Linked DNA regions of Mus musculus: regions 1, 2 and 3 are each linked to region 4. A link is a contact called in public HiChIP or PLAC-seq and promoter capture Hi-C data. All regions are on one chromosome and are shown on one strand. Each heading gives the region's core, a stretch centred on a gene start, on an enhancer-like site or on the middle of the called end of the contact. The rest is flanking DNA. Distances are from core to core; before and after follow the strand shown. Region 1 overlaps Gm9725 (a long non-coding RNA gene). Region 2 holds the start of Ndufb7 (NADH:ubiquinone oxidoreductase subunit B7). Region 3 holds the start of Inpp4b (inositol polyphosphate-4-phosphatase, type II). Region 4 holds the start of Il15 (interleukin 15).

What was found. Promoter capture Hi-C pulls out the DNA fragments that hold promoters and counts their contacts. HiChIP or PLAC-seq counts read pairs in DNA pulled down with a chosen protein or histone mark.
Region 1: an H3K27ac HiChIP or PLAC-seq map of microglia shows a contact between it and region 4, with 6 times the contacts expected there. The contact joins the enhancer-like site here to the promoter of Il15 in region 4. A contact is called at or near these places in 10 of 39 promoter capture datasets (the 3T3-L1 cell line, the HPC-7 cell line, frontonasal cranial neural crest and 6 more), 2 of 115 datasets of contacts at active chromatin or transcription factors (large pre-B cells and microglia) and 2 of 9 other capture datasets (embryonic stem cells and liver).
Region 2: a promoter capture Hi-C map of cranial neural crest shows a contact between it and region 4. The contact joins the promoter of Ndufb7 here to the promoter of Il15 in region 4. A contact is called at or near these places in 2 of 39 promoter capture datasets (cranial neural crest and pre-B cells).
Region 3: a contact with region 4 is called in a promoter capture Hi-C map of pre-B cells, with 4 times the contacts expected there. The contact joins the promoter of Inpp4b here to the promoter of Il15 in region 4. A contact is called at or near these places in 9 of 39 promoter capture datasets (cranial neural crest, embryonic stem cells, frontonasal cranial neural crest and 5 more), 2 of 484 Hi-C or Micro-C datasets (both in uterus), 3 of 115 datasets of contacts at active chromatin or transcription factors (bone marrow-derived dendritic cells, large pre-B cells and pancreatic cancer cells) and 1 of 9 other capture datasets (liver).

What each region holds. Positions count from the first base shown.
Region 1 is chr8:81,056,095-81,058,794 of GRCm38.p6, forward strand. It overlaps Gm9725 (a long non-coding RNA gene), which reads left to right. Exons shown (of 5, transcript XR_001778596.1): 4 at 1,934-2,067. Among named protein-coding and RNA genes, the nearest start is that of Gm9725, 25 kb to the left of the region's middle. Within about 2 kb of position 1,262, at least 5 of the 459 cell types and tissues checked have an H3K27ac peak or open chromatin away from gene starts, as enhancers often do. A contact at or near this core is called in microglia, where this site is marked.
Region 2 is chr8:83,565,389-83,568,088 of GRCm38.p6, forward strand. It overlaps Ndufb7 (NADH:ubiquinone oxidoreductase subunit B7), which reads left to right and starts at 1,370. Exons shown (of 3, transcript NM_025843.3): 1 at 1,370-1,542. The coding sequence starts at 1,431.
Region 3 is chr8:81,341,114-81,343,813 of GRCm38.p6, forward strand. It overlaps Inpp4b (inositol polyphosphate-4-phosphatase, type II), which reads left to right and starts at 1,449. Exons shown (of 25, transcript NM_001024617.3): 1 at 1,449-1,684. It overlaps Gm51582 (classical arabinogalactan protein 9-like), which reads right to left and starts at 1,540. Exons shown (of 2, transcript XM_030243908.1): 1 at 1,141-1,540. The coding sequence starts at 1,529.
Region 4 is chr8:82,401,305-82,404,004 of GRCm38.p6, forward strand. It overlaps Il15 (interleukin 15), which reads right to left and starts at 1,282. Exons shown (of 8, transcript NM_001254747.1): 1 at 996-1,282.

The DNA.
Region 1 (2,700 bases), core at 12-2,511, 1.3 Mb before region 4:
TCTTACATAAAACACAGCTTAGTTTTTTCTTTTACACACACACACACACACACACACACACACACACACACACACACACACACTATACTTATACTAGTATATATTTATACTATATATATATATATATATGTATATATATATAAATTTTTAAGGATATATTTTATTTATTTTGTGGAAAAGGTGACATGTGCTATGGCAAATGAGGGGTCAGAGGATGACCCTCGGGGATATGTTCTTTCCTTACACTGAGTGGATCCTGGGTGACCATCAGGCTCAATGGCAGTCACCTTTATCCTCTGAGCTAGTTTTCTGACCCTAGTTTACATTTCACAATTAAGACTTATTTTTATGTGTATATATGTGGTTTTGTGTCTGCCACTTGTGTGCTAGTGCCTGAGGGGCCTAATGGAGGGTGCTGGATCTCCTGGAGTATTGTTGCAGTTGGTTGTAAGCCTCTCACTGTGCTGAGAACCACACTTAGATTGTCTGAAGAGCTACAAGTACTTATAACAGCTGAGTCATCTCTCCAGCCCCCTTTATATGTCTTATGGCTGTTTTTTGTTGTTGTTTTGTTTGTTTGTTTGTTTGTTTTACTTCAGTGACAGAAGAGTTACACAATAGAGTCTATATATGTCAGATAATTTAAAAAATTTTAAGATGTGGCCCTTTAGAGAAAAATATTTCCCCTATCTAGGAGACATGAAAGGACAGGGTTAGCAGATCTCCTAATGGTAATGTGATTGCTGCTAATACAGAGAAATAAACAAAAGCAAATTGTGCATATGAGCACATGAGTGTGAAGCTGTGATGCACGGGGATCCAAACAGCACTTGGAAATAGTTCAACAACGACTCACCAGTCAATGGCACCGCCTGATCAGCCAAGCCAGAAACCCAGTTTACACCCTAAGCGCTTTTCCCCTTACCCTGCTTTATCGCTGCTGTGCGCACTTGTTCACCTCCACTGCCGTTACCACAGCTCAGGCTTCCAGGAGCACTGCAACATTGGAACATTTCCTCACAGCTGTTCCCACCTTCAGACATGCTTCTCTGTGCCATCTTTATCTGACACAGTGGCATTTTAAAGAGTCCCCAGCCCCCTGTTTATATAGTTCAATGCCTTGCTCTTGCCTTTCAAAATAAACCCAAAGTAGGAGCATAAATTACAGAGTCCTTTGCCAGTGCTTCTTTCAGTAGCATCTCTTTACCCCCTAGATCCCAGCTCAGCCACCACTTCCTCTGGGGTTCTGTCTCTGTTCCTGATTCTGAGTTTAGTTACTGTCAAACGTCCTCATGAGGCACTTGATAGTTTCTTGTTACAGATGGGAGCATACTACATTGCAGTTGTATAATTATCTGTCTGGCAAGTCTAACATTGTGAGGGCAAGGACCATGCCTTCATTAATTGAGGACCCAATAGGGAGGAACACAGATCTGGTCTCTGCTAAAATATCACTTGCAGCGTTATGTGAGAGATTAACATTTTTAAGGTAATTATCCAAGTGTAAGCAACAGGGTTCAGTTTAGAGGTTTTTAAGCTGACTTCCTTATTCTTCTATGTTGAGATGATTTGTACTGTCTTGAAGTTCTTCATTCATTCAGTGATTTGGGAATGAGACAGACCTGGAATAATTAGATTGCTATTTTGACAACATTATTCACAGTAGGCAGTATTCCTGAAGGCTGGATTGCAGTTGCAAGAGCTATTCACTTCAAGGAGAAAAGGGTTTTCTGAATTTTAACAGATTATGTTTAATAACCACACTCAAAGCCTGGAGAACTCAAGAAATAGTCCACTAAGACCCTTAGAGTAGGAAGGATACAGGATGAGAGGGCACCTCCTATGACCTGGGCTGGGAAATATGGAATGAAGAGGGGGGAGGCCAGGAGAGGGGGGAATTGTGAGTGAGAGCATTCATTCCTATCTTTCCCAGGATGTGATGGCTAATCTCACTGCCAGCTCTGTAGGCCCTGAAATCATGGAGGAGACACACAGCTGTGCATGTCTTTGAGGTTTAAGAGGCAGAGGAATATCTACCCTCAATCCAGGCTCCAGTCTGCCACCCAGGTACGAGGGCTTCGGAGGAAAGAGCAGCGTCGCTGCCTGCTTCTGCTTCTTGCTGAGCGGATGTGTCTGTTGCTACCACTGTCATCCTTTGCTGACACCAGTCTGCAGCTTTTCTGGCTTTCTGACAAGTACTTCTGACAAGACCAATACCTCGCGGGAATCTGCAGGCTCCCAGTACCCAGGCTTGGATTGCTGACTTATCAGCTCCCTGGGTTGAGCAGCTACCAGGTTGTAGGCCTGAGAAATCCTTCTTTTTAATATATTCCAATATAATTCTACAGGTTCTGCTCTTCCAGAGAAGTCAGACATACAGCTTTTTCTTTTCCTCCTCCTTTCCTCTTCTTTCTTTCATCCTCCTCCTTTTCTTCCTCTTTTTCTTCCTCCTCTTCCTCCTCCTTCTCTTTCTTCTTCAGAAACTCTAAAATGATATTGAAGATTTCTGAGTTTGGGGTATCTCAGTTGGTAGACTACTTGCCTTGCTTGCACAAGACCTTGAGTCTAAACTCCAGCACTGCATAAATTGGGCATAGAGGTGCACATCTGCAATTCTAGTCCTTGGGAGACGAAGACAAGAGGATCAGGAGTTCAAGGACATCCTCAGCTACATAGTGAGTTTAAGACCAGCCTGAGATT
Region 2 (2,700 bases), core at 120-2,619, 1.2 Mb after region 4:
CCTATACAAAGAAAAGAAAGCAGCCTGAGAATGCCAGTAAGCAGCACTCCTGGGTGGCCACTGTGTCAGTTCCTGCCTCCAGGGTCTGTGTTCCTGTCCTGACTTCCCATCAGGACATTCCCGTCAGGACATACTGCATTCCAGACCGGGAAGTAAAACACTTACCTCCCCAAATGGCTTCTGGTGGTATTTCATCACAGCAATGGAAACCCTAACTAAAATACCATGTAAAACAGACGCTGGGCATGGCAGCCCAGAGGAGACAAAGACAAGAGGATCCCTGGGGCTTACAGACCAGCCCGCCTTGGGGAGCTCTGAACAGAGAGGTGTGCTTAGTCTGAGTCAAATAAGCTGTCCTGGATGAGAGGAGAGAGCAAGCCAAGAGAGGACACACCCTGACAGACACTTAGGAGCAAGGAAGAGAGTGGTTCCTTCAGAAGCTCTAGACCAAGAGCTTTTAAGACCATCAGGTTGGCTGCGCCCTCTCTGGTCAGGATTGGGCACTACGGACAGGCTTCAGTGGTAAAGCCTTCATTTACCATGTTCTAGACCAGGATCACAAAGTATTCATTTTAGAAGAACAACGACTGGAAGGAGGGCTCAGTCATTACTGTGATTGCTTTACCAACATAAAGAACTCAATTCAGTCCCCAAACCCCATGTAAGAAAACTCCTGGTGTGGGGGCACACGCTTGAAATTCCAGAACCACAGACAGGGTGCCCGGTTAAATCTCTCGGGCCTTCTAGACAGCCAGCCTCACCTACTTGAAGGGTTCAAAGCCAGTGGGAGACAGTGTCTCAAACAAGTTGGACAGAGACAGAGTAATGACCCCAGAAATTGACCTCTGACCACCAAATGCACTCATAAGCACACCTACGTATGTGCACTCACACCGACAAACCTAGGGAAAGTGTTTGGAAGTTCGAGTGTTGGAAATGGTAGTGTATATCTGTGGGAAAGCACTTATCTACCATATGCTAGGCCTGGGGGTCTATCCTAAAACCAGAAAAAAAAATTAATTTAAGAAAAAAAAAAAAAAGAGGAGGAGGAAGAGGAACGCGGAAGATGGTTCGGTCCAGGGTGTCCACAGTACCCATGTATACACATGTATACAGCAGGCTTGGTGGCACACATTTATAATCCTAGCACTGGGCAGAGCACAGGGGACCCTGCCACCTCCCCGCTTCCACACCCGCACTCCTCCCTGCAACTCCCTGGCCAGCCTGGCCTTCTAGCCAACTGGCGTTCGCCGCACCCGCTCTGTCTCCTCCACACCGCCAGGGGGTGTCAGCGAGCCAGGAAGCGTTCCATCGTTCATCTCTATGACCCCCGCCGCAGCCTAGATGACCCGGAAGACACTGAAGGGGCAGTGCTTCCAGGTGGGAGCGAGGTGACCCCGGCTACTAAAGAAGGGTAAGGCAGAGTAGCCATGGGGGCGCACCTGACCCGGCGCTATCTGTGGGATGCCTCGGTGGAGCCTGACCCCGAGAAGATACCCAGCTTCCCGCCGGACCTCGGCTTTCCGGAGCGCAAGGAGCGAGGTGAGCTCAGTGCGCAGGCGCGACCGCAGATCCCGCGGAACTCAGCTGCCTGCTTGCGGAGGGCCGGGTCGAGTCGGGAGGGCGACCTCCTTGAGTGTGGAGGCTGTGCGGGGATGGCTAAAGCAAAAGGCTGGGACGAGACAGCAGAGAACGGGAAGATGAGACTGCCCCGGTGCACTTCGTCCTGGGCACAGCGCGGAGCCTAGGACATGTTCTTTGCATCTCCATACATTGTCACTAGCATTTGGTTACGTACAATAATACAAGGTTGGGGGGCTGGAGCGATCATGCTCCTTGTCCTGTCTAGTGTGATGGTGCTGGGGGAGGAACCCAAGGCCTGTGTGTACTCGCAAGGTTCTCATTCTTCCTGTATAGGAAAATCAGAGTGACAGCTCTGGACAAAGTCCTAGTTTGGCACTTGGGATGCCCCAGGGTAGCAGAGAGCCACTGGCGCTGTCTTCAGGGAGCCCCCTGGACAAAGCAGCGTGTCCAAAAAGATCTGGGAAGCAAATTTAAGAGTGTAGAAGCACAGGCTAAAAGGGGTGTATATGAGATTGATGAAGCTGGTACCAGGGAGGGACAGAGCCCCACTTGTAAGCAGGGGAAAGACACAAATGACTTGCCTTACCAAAAGGTTGTAGTGTCGACTAGAAGATGGCTCCGTCAGTACTGAATCTGCAGAACATTTACCCACCTGACACCCTGCTTTGCCCATAGTCATTTTGAAAATACAGCACTCCCTGGCCGCCTCTCTTGCTTGGCTAATCCAAAACCCTGGTAAAACTCAGCTGGCCCTGCTGACCTGGTCTCCAAGTTGCTTCCTCACTCCAGACCCCCTTCTTATTTTTGAGTCAGACTAGTCTCTAACTCACAGTCCTTTCCCTTTGGCCTCGGGAGCACAGAGCTCATAGGCCCAGTGGTGCTCAGGGATGCTATAGCCTACATTGTTGCTTCTATAGTTCTTCACTGCCTCTTCATCTTAGGCAAGCTCTTGTGAGAAAGCAAGAGTAGCTCCTGCTCCCACACCCATGCATCTCCAAACTCCTTCCAAATGACTTGTCCCTAGCCTGGCGGAGTCCCCATTCCAGGTGAACCCCCCCCCACACACACACACACACCCCTTTATATCCTCCATCCACCCTCTACAATGAAAGGATC
Region 3 (2,700 bases), core at 199-2,698, 1.1 Mb before region 4:
AACCAACCTATCAAACAAGCAACCTAACCAATCCACCCACCCACTCAATTACCCACCCACTAACCAACTCAGCCACCAACCAACCCAAACCAACCAACCAACCAACCAACCAACCAACCCAATCAACCAACGGAACCAACCAAAGACACCCTCACACCACCACTAGCACCCCGCCCCCACACACATAAATTTAAACCATCAAACTCCCTGCCCTCATCAACAAAGATAATATCTAGTAGCAAATACTTGGGAAGTAAATGGATGTCTCGATTCAGGCAGTGACAGCAGGGGTGACAGCTGGGGGCAGACACAGCTTCCCATTTTGTAATACTGTAATACTGTTAAGCACTGCCTTAACCCAAATTGATTTCACTGACTTTAAGATTCCAGGCTCTTTGTGTGACAAATGTCACACTTGTGTACACGCGTTTTTACTTTATTTAGAGTGCCAGTTTAAAGGGTTGCAAGGAAGAAAAAGGACTAGTGTGCCTTTGTGGGTAAGCTCTGAGAAGAATTACCTCTGAGCAGAGTGGACAAAACCTCTCTAGGAAAGCCGCCAGGTGGCACCTGTAAGGCGCAGATGGAGAGAGTCATTTGCCCCACCCCCACAGGCCGGACTATCCAGACTACCCCTCACCCCTCGGGTTTGTTCGCGAGGAAGTGGGGGAGTTTCAGTCTCTTTCCAGACAGCGTGATTACACACCAAAATTTTCTGACACCTCAAACACACCGAGGGCGGATTGTCTCCACACAACCAGGCTGTCAAAGGCATGAGCCTGGTGGTTGGGAACACTTAGGCACTCTGCAAGGTGGGGAGTGGCTGTGGGCTGCCCCTGTGCCCAGGTCTGCTCAGTCTGGGTCTAGGGGAAAACACTGGCAAGGGAGAAGCAGTTCTCAGGACCGTGACACGCAGAAGTCACCAGAACGTGGGACAGCGCTTCACACTCCTCTAACGCCCAATCCTCCTCCCAGGGACAGTCAGTGGGGACTAGTCTGAGCTACCTTCTCACATCCTTTTACATTTCCGCCTTCTGCAGTCTCTTCTCCTGTCCGGGTCGCATTGTGATTGCCTTGCCCCCCCCCCCCCCCGCCCCGCGCGCTTCGCCCCTGTGATCCCGCACCCCAGGATTGGCAGCTGACCCCAGAGACAGCAGAGTCTGAGTGGTGGGTGTCAGTAAACAGAAGCAGCGTGTTGTGGTCATTTCGAGCTGTGCGGTCGGGCCACCAACTCCATCTGTGGCAGGGAGGCGAGCTGCACCAGTTGCGAGACTGCTGCTGTTCCTCTTTGGTGGCTGGTTGGTGACATTGGGAGGAGACCGCTCCGAGGGAGTGAGCCTAAGACGAGGAGGAAGAGAGGCAGGGCGTTGGGGGTGGGGACGTGGCGACAGTGCCAGGGGGCGTGTGAGCTGCGGGCGAGGAGCAACTTCTCCCGGGCGCGCGCTGCGGGGCGGCGGGCGGAGCGTGAGCTGCCAGCCCAGAGCAGGGAGCGGGGAGCGGGGAGGCTCGGCCCGCGCCCTGCACGCTACCATCCTCCGGGTTCCCAGCCCCGGGTGCTGAGCTCGCCGCTATAAATAGCAGGTTACAGCTTCTGCTTGGGCGCACACGCTTTCACTGGAGAACGCAGGAAAGTCATCCTGAAAAGTGTCTGCCGCTGCTATCGCCCCCTACTCAGCCTCTGCAAGAGGTAACATCCTGCCTGGGATCCTGGGGCTCGGGAGGGAATTTTGCAGGGTGCGGAGGGTGAGGATGGGTGAATCCATAGGCTGTAGTCGTGCGCATCGGACAGTTCAGGGTGGTGGTGGTGGGGAGTACGTCCTGCCTGAGAGACAGCTGGTGTGTTTCTTATCAAGTTTCCCAGCTTGCAGCCAAGATCGTCCCTTCAGCCTTGCTTCCCAGGGACCCTGGCTGCTGGTGGTACCCCTGTGACCCTGATTACTGTCTAGTGGAGCTCGCTTGGTCTGGGGTGAACACCACACACACACACACACACACACACACACACACACACACACACGCACACACATATGAGTTCCAACTCCCAGGTGACACTGAGTTCTGGCCCAGCTTATGGTCCCTTTGAGCTGTTCTTAAAAGGTGCTGCAGCGACCTGGAGTGCTTAGGGACTGCTTCTCAACCCTAGTCCCAGTCACTGGCTGTCTCCTGCTTCAGAGGAAGTGGTCCTGGTCCTTAGAACAAGGAAGGCATGCTGGGGTTGCAGTTGCCTAAAGAGCTCTCTTTTCATGGCTATCTCCAGCCCCACCTTCAGCAACTCCTGCCCTCTCCGTCCCCCCAACACCACCCCCCCAAGTCAGGCCTGTTACCCCTAGGCTACCTTCATGTTCTACCTACCCCAAAGAGAAGTCAAGAAAGAGTTAGAAAATCAGGGCTTCAAAGTAAGAGTGGGTGATGAGAGGCTCCTCTGGAGTCTCAAATTTGCACTACAGCCTACTTGAGCTTATCTGGCCCCTCTAGCAGGACAAGGGTCCTGAGCAAACCCAGGAGCCTGCTGCTAGTATGGACTTTCAGGCTTGCAACTGGCTAGCTCTAGGTGATGCGAGAACCAGAGGCACCGGTGTTTGCCCCTCTCCACCTTTGATTTTGCTTCCCTCAGGGGAGGTGGTTTCTGCCCCAGAGGACACCCAGAGGTTTCTGTTTGGAGACAGAAGCTTTATAGGTAGGGATGTGCATATTGATGAGATA
Region 4 (2,700 bases), core at 32-2,531:
ATGGGACTGCAAACTCCCAGAAGGGAAAAGGGGAAGCATAAAGATCAGAGGAGAAGCAGACACATTTATAACAAGCCTGAAGCAATTTCTGACCCTTCCACATTTTAAGTAAAACTCCGGAGTTTGTTGTTGTTGTTGTTGTTGTTTTTTTATTCTAAAAGCCTAAAATAACTATAGTTTTGTCTCTACTCCTTTATTAATATTGATGTTCCCTCTTGAGTCGCTTCTTTCTTATCAATCCCTCTAAACTTCCTTTAAGAAATCCTTTAAATTTTAGTGAGCATTCAATGTTGATAAGGATCTAACTTGAGGCAGCAATCGTAGTAATCTGTTTATTTACCGGCTCAGACTGGAGAGTCCTGGCAGGTCAATGGGGCCTCCCTGGCGCCACCAATGAGAGTATCAGAAATCAATTTAAAATCACCAGTGGAAAGTAGCTGCTGCCAATCACCTCATTTCCATTTCAGCTTCTGCGGGACTCTGTCTCTGGTTCTGTCTGAAACCTGTCAGGACGCTGCCTGGTTCTGTCTGGAACCTGGATCATTAACATTGTTTGGGCATTAACATAATATTAAATGCAGGGGGGAGGGGCTATAGACATTCTTTTGAGCTTCCCTTTCTTGCAACTTTGCACTCTCCAACCCACTTGAAAAAGTTAGCTGGGTTTTCATCTAAAGCCCGCTTGAGTGAGGATTTTATTTCAGGACAATCTTCCCCGTTGCTTCCCTTCAATCTGGTATTTCATACAGACAACTGCTTTGATTAAGCCTTGAGCTAAGCTGTTGCTAATACAGACCCAGACCTATGGCCATTCCTGCACATTTATTTCCCTAGAAAACGCATCTTCAACAAGGAAAAGGTGAGTAATTTTTGCAAAGGGAGAGAGGAGAGAGAGAGAGAAAGAAAGAAAGAAAGTCCATAGCAGCCATCCATTCGCCGGGGCCAGAAGTTTGAAAGAATGTGGCAAGCAGAGCCGAGTTAGTACCTTTCCTGACCTCTCTGAGCTGTTAGATGTGGAACTCAGCCTTCCAAACACAGCAGGATCCCGTCTTCGTCCAACTCTGCAACTGGGCGGGGGCAGTCCTGCCCTGGCAAGGTCCCTGCAGCGCGTAAGGAGATGCACTGCAAGTCTTTTGGGCGCAGAGAATTGGGAGAGACTTGCAGGAGGACCTGCAAGCTGCCCTACTCTGCAAGGGGGAGGATGAAGAAGAGAACTCTGGGGAAGAGTGGCTGGACAGAAGGGGAATACAGTGCCACTGAGTATTGAAGTCTTGGTCAAGAAAGAGGGCGGGGCGGCCTGGCCGGCAGCTGGAGGGGAAAAGGGTGCCTGAGCAGAGCCAGAGCTGGGAGGGGCCCGGGGCGTAGGCTTTCGGAAAAAAAAAAAATTCCATTGTTGATCCACCACCACCAGCACTACCACCTCCCATTCTGTACCTCCATCGGGTTCTGGTTGAAGGGTGCAGGATGCAGGGCAGCAGCCAGCGGGAGCAATCAAGGCACAAGGAGCGAATCAGCTGGGGTTTCCCCGGTTTCCCCCAGTGCTTTCCAGCCGGGGAGTCCCAACCCCAGCTAACAGAAAAGTGAAAGAGAAAGAGCCCAAGCTGAGGCGGAGATCAACACCCTGGGGAGGTTGCGGGAGGAACACATGGTCCCGGCCACCTTACCAGGTGCCCACATGATTCTGCCACTGCCAGGTCCCCAGGGCGCAGAACCTGAAGGGCAACTGAGAGCAGAGAGCAGTCTCCTCCCCCTGGGCAGTTGGCCACAGCCTCTGTGTGTCCTGGAATGCCTTTGCCTCTGTGAAGTTTCAAGGAGTTGGCCTGAGTTCACAGGTTGCTTGCATCTACAGCAACTGGCCTTGCAGGGAGGCAGTTTGGCTTCCCCATAGAAGCCCGGAGGAGATCTGGACAGAGACTGTACCGGGAGGAAACGGAAAAGGACCTTGGGTCTGGAATGGGCGGTCCTCCAAAACAACCCTTGACCTGCTGCAGAGTCTGGAAGAGGGAAGTTTCTTTCTGAACTCTTGCTAGGAGGGGCCTGTTTGGGAACAGTAAACTTCCACTAAATTGACCCCTCTTGGGTCATTTTTCCAACCTAATTTGTAGCTGAATGTAAAACATTGCACATGTCTTTTGATGGGAAACAAGGCGTGGGTAAGGCAGCATCTTTAAGTTGGAAATTAGGAGTGATTATAGTGAGGAGGAGTTAACCATGTCAACTGTGTGTCTATTCCAGACAGTCCGAGAGCCCGGGGTCCCAGCTTTGGCATTCAGATGAATCATTGAAAAGACTCAGTGGCTTGCGGTTCCCAAAGCTTTTGAGAAAGCCAGGAGAAAACGATGAGGCCCTTGGCACCTAGTTAAACACAACTATGTTCTGTGTTTTTGTGTATTACATTAAAAAATGGTAAAAACTAGAATATTTGAACGACTAATTATTAACTGTGTGTGGCATTCCACATAAAATCATTGTAATGGGAAGTTTGTTCTCACACACTTATCTTGTATCCCTTCAAGGTTTATATTTGAAACAATAATGCATGTTTTGGTAACAATCACACCAAAATTTACTTATAATAAAAATCGTGAAAATGTGTATTTTACAACCATTTAAAATTTTACTACCATTATAAATTATATTTAAAGAAACATAAAAATCTGACTGGAGAGATTGCTCAGCAGTTCAAGAGCTTGTTGTTCT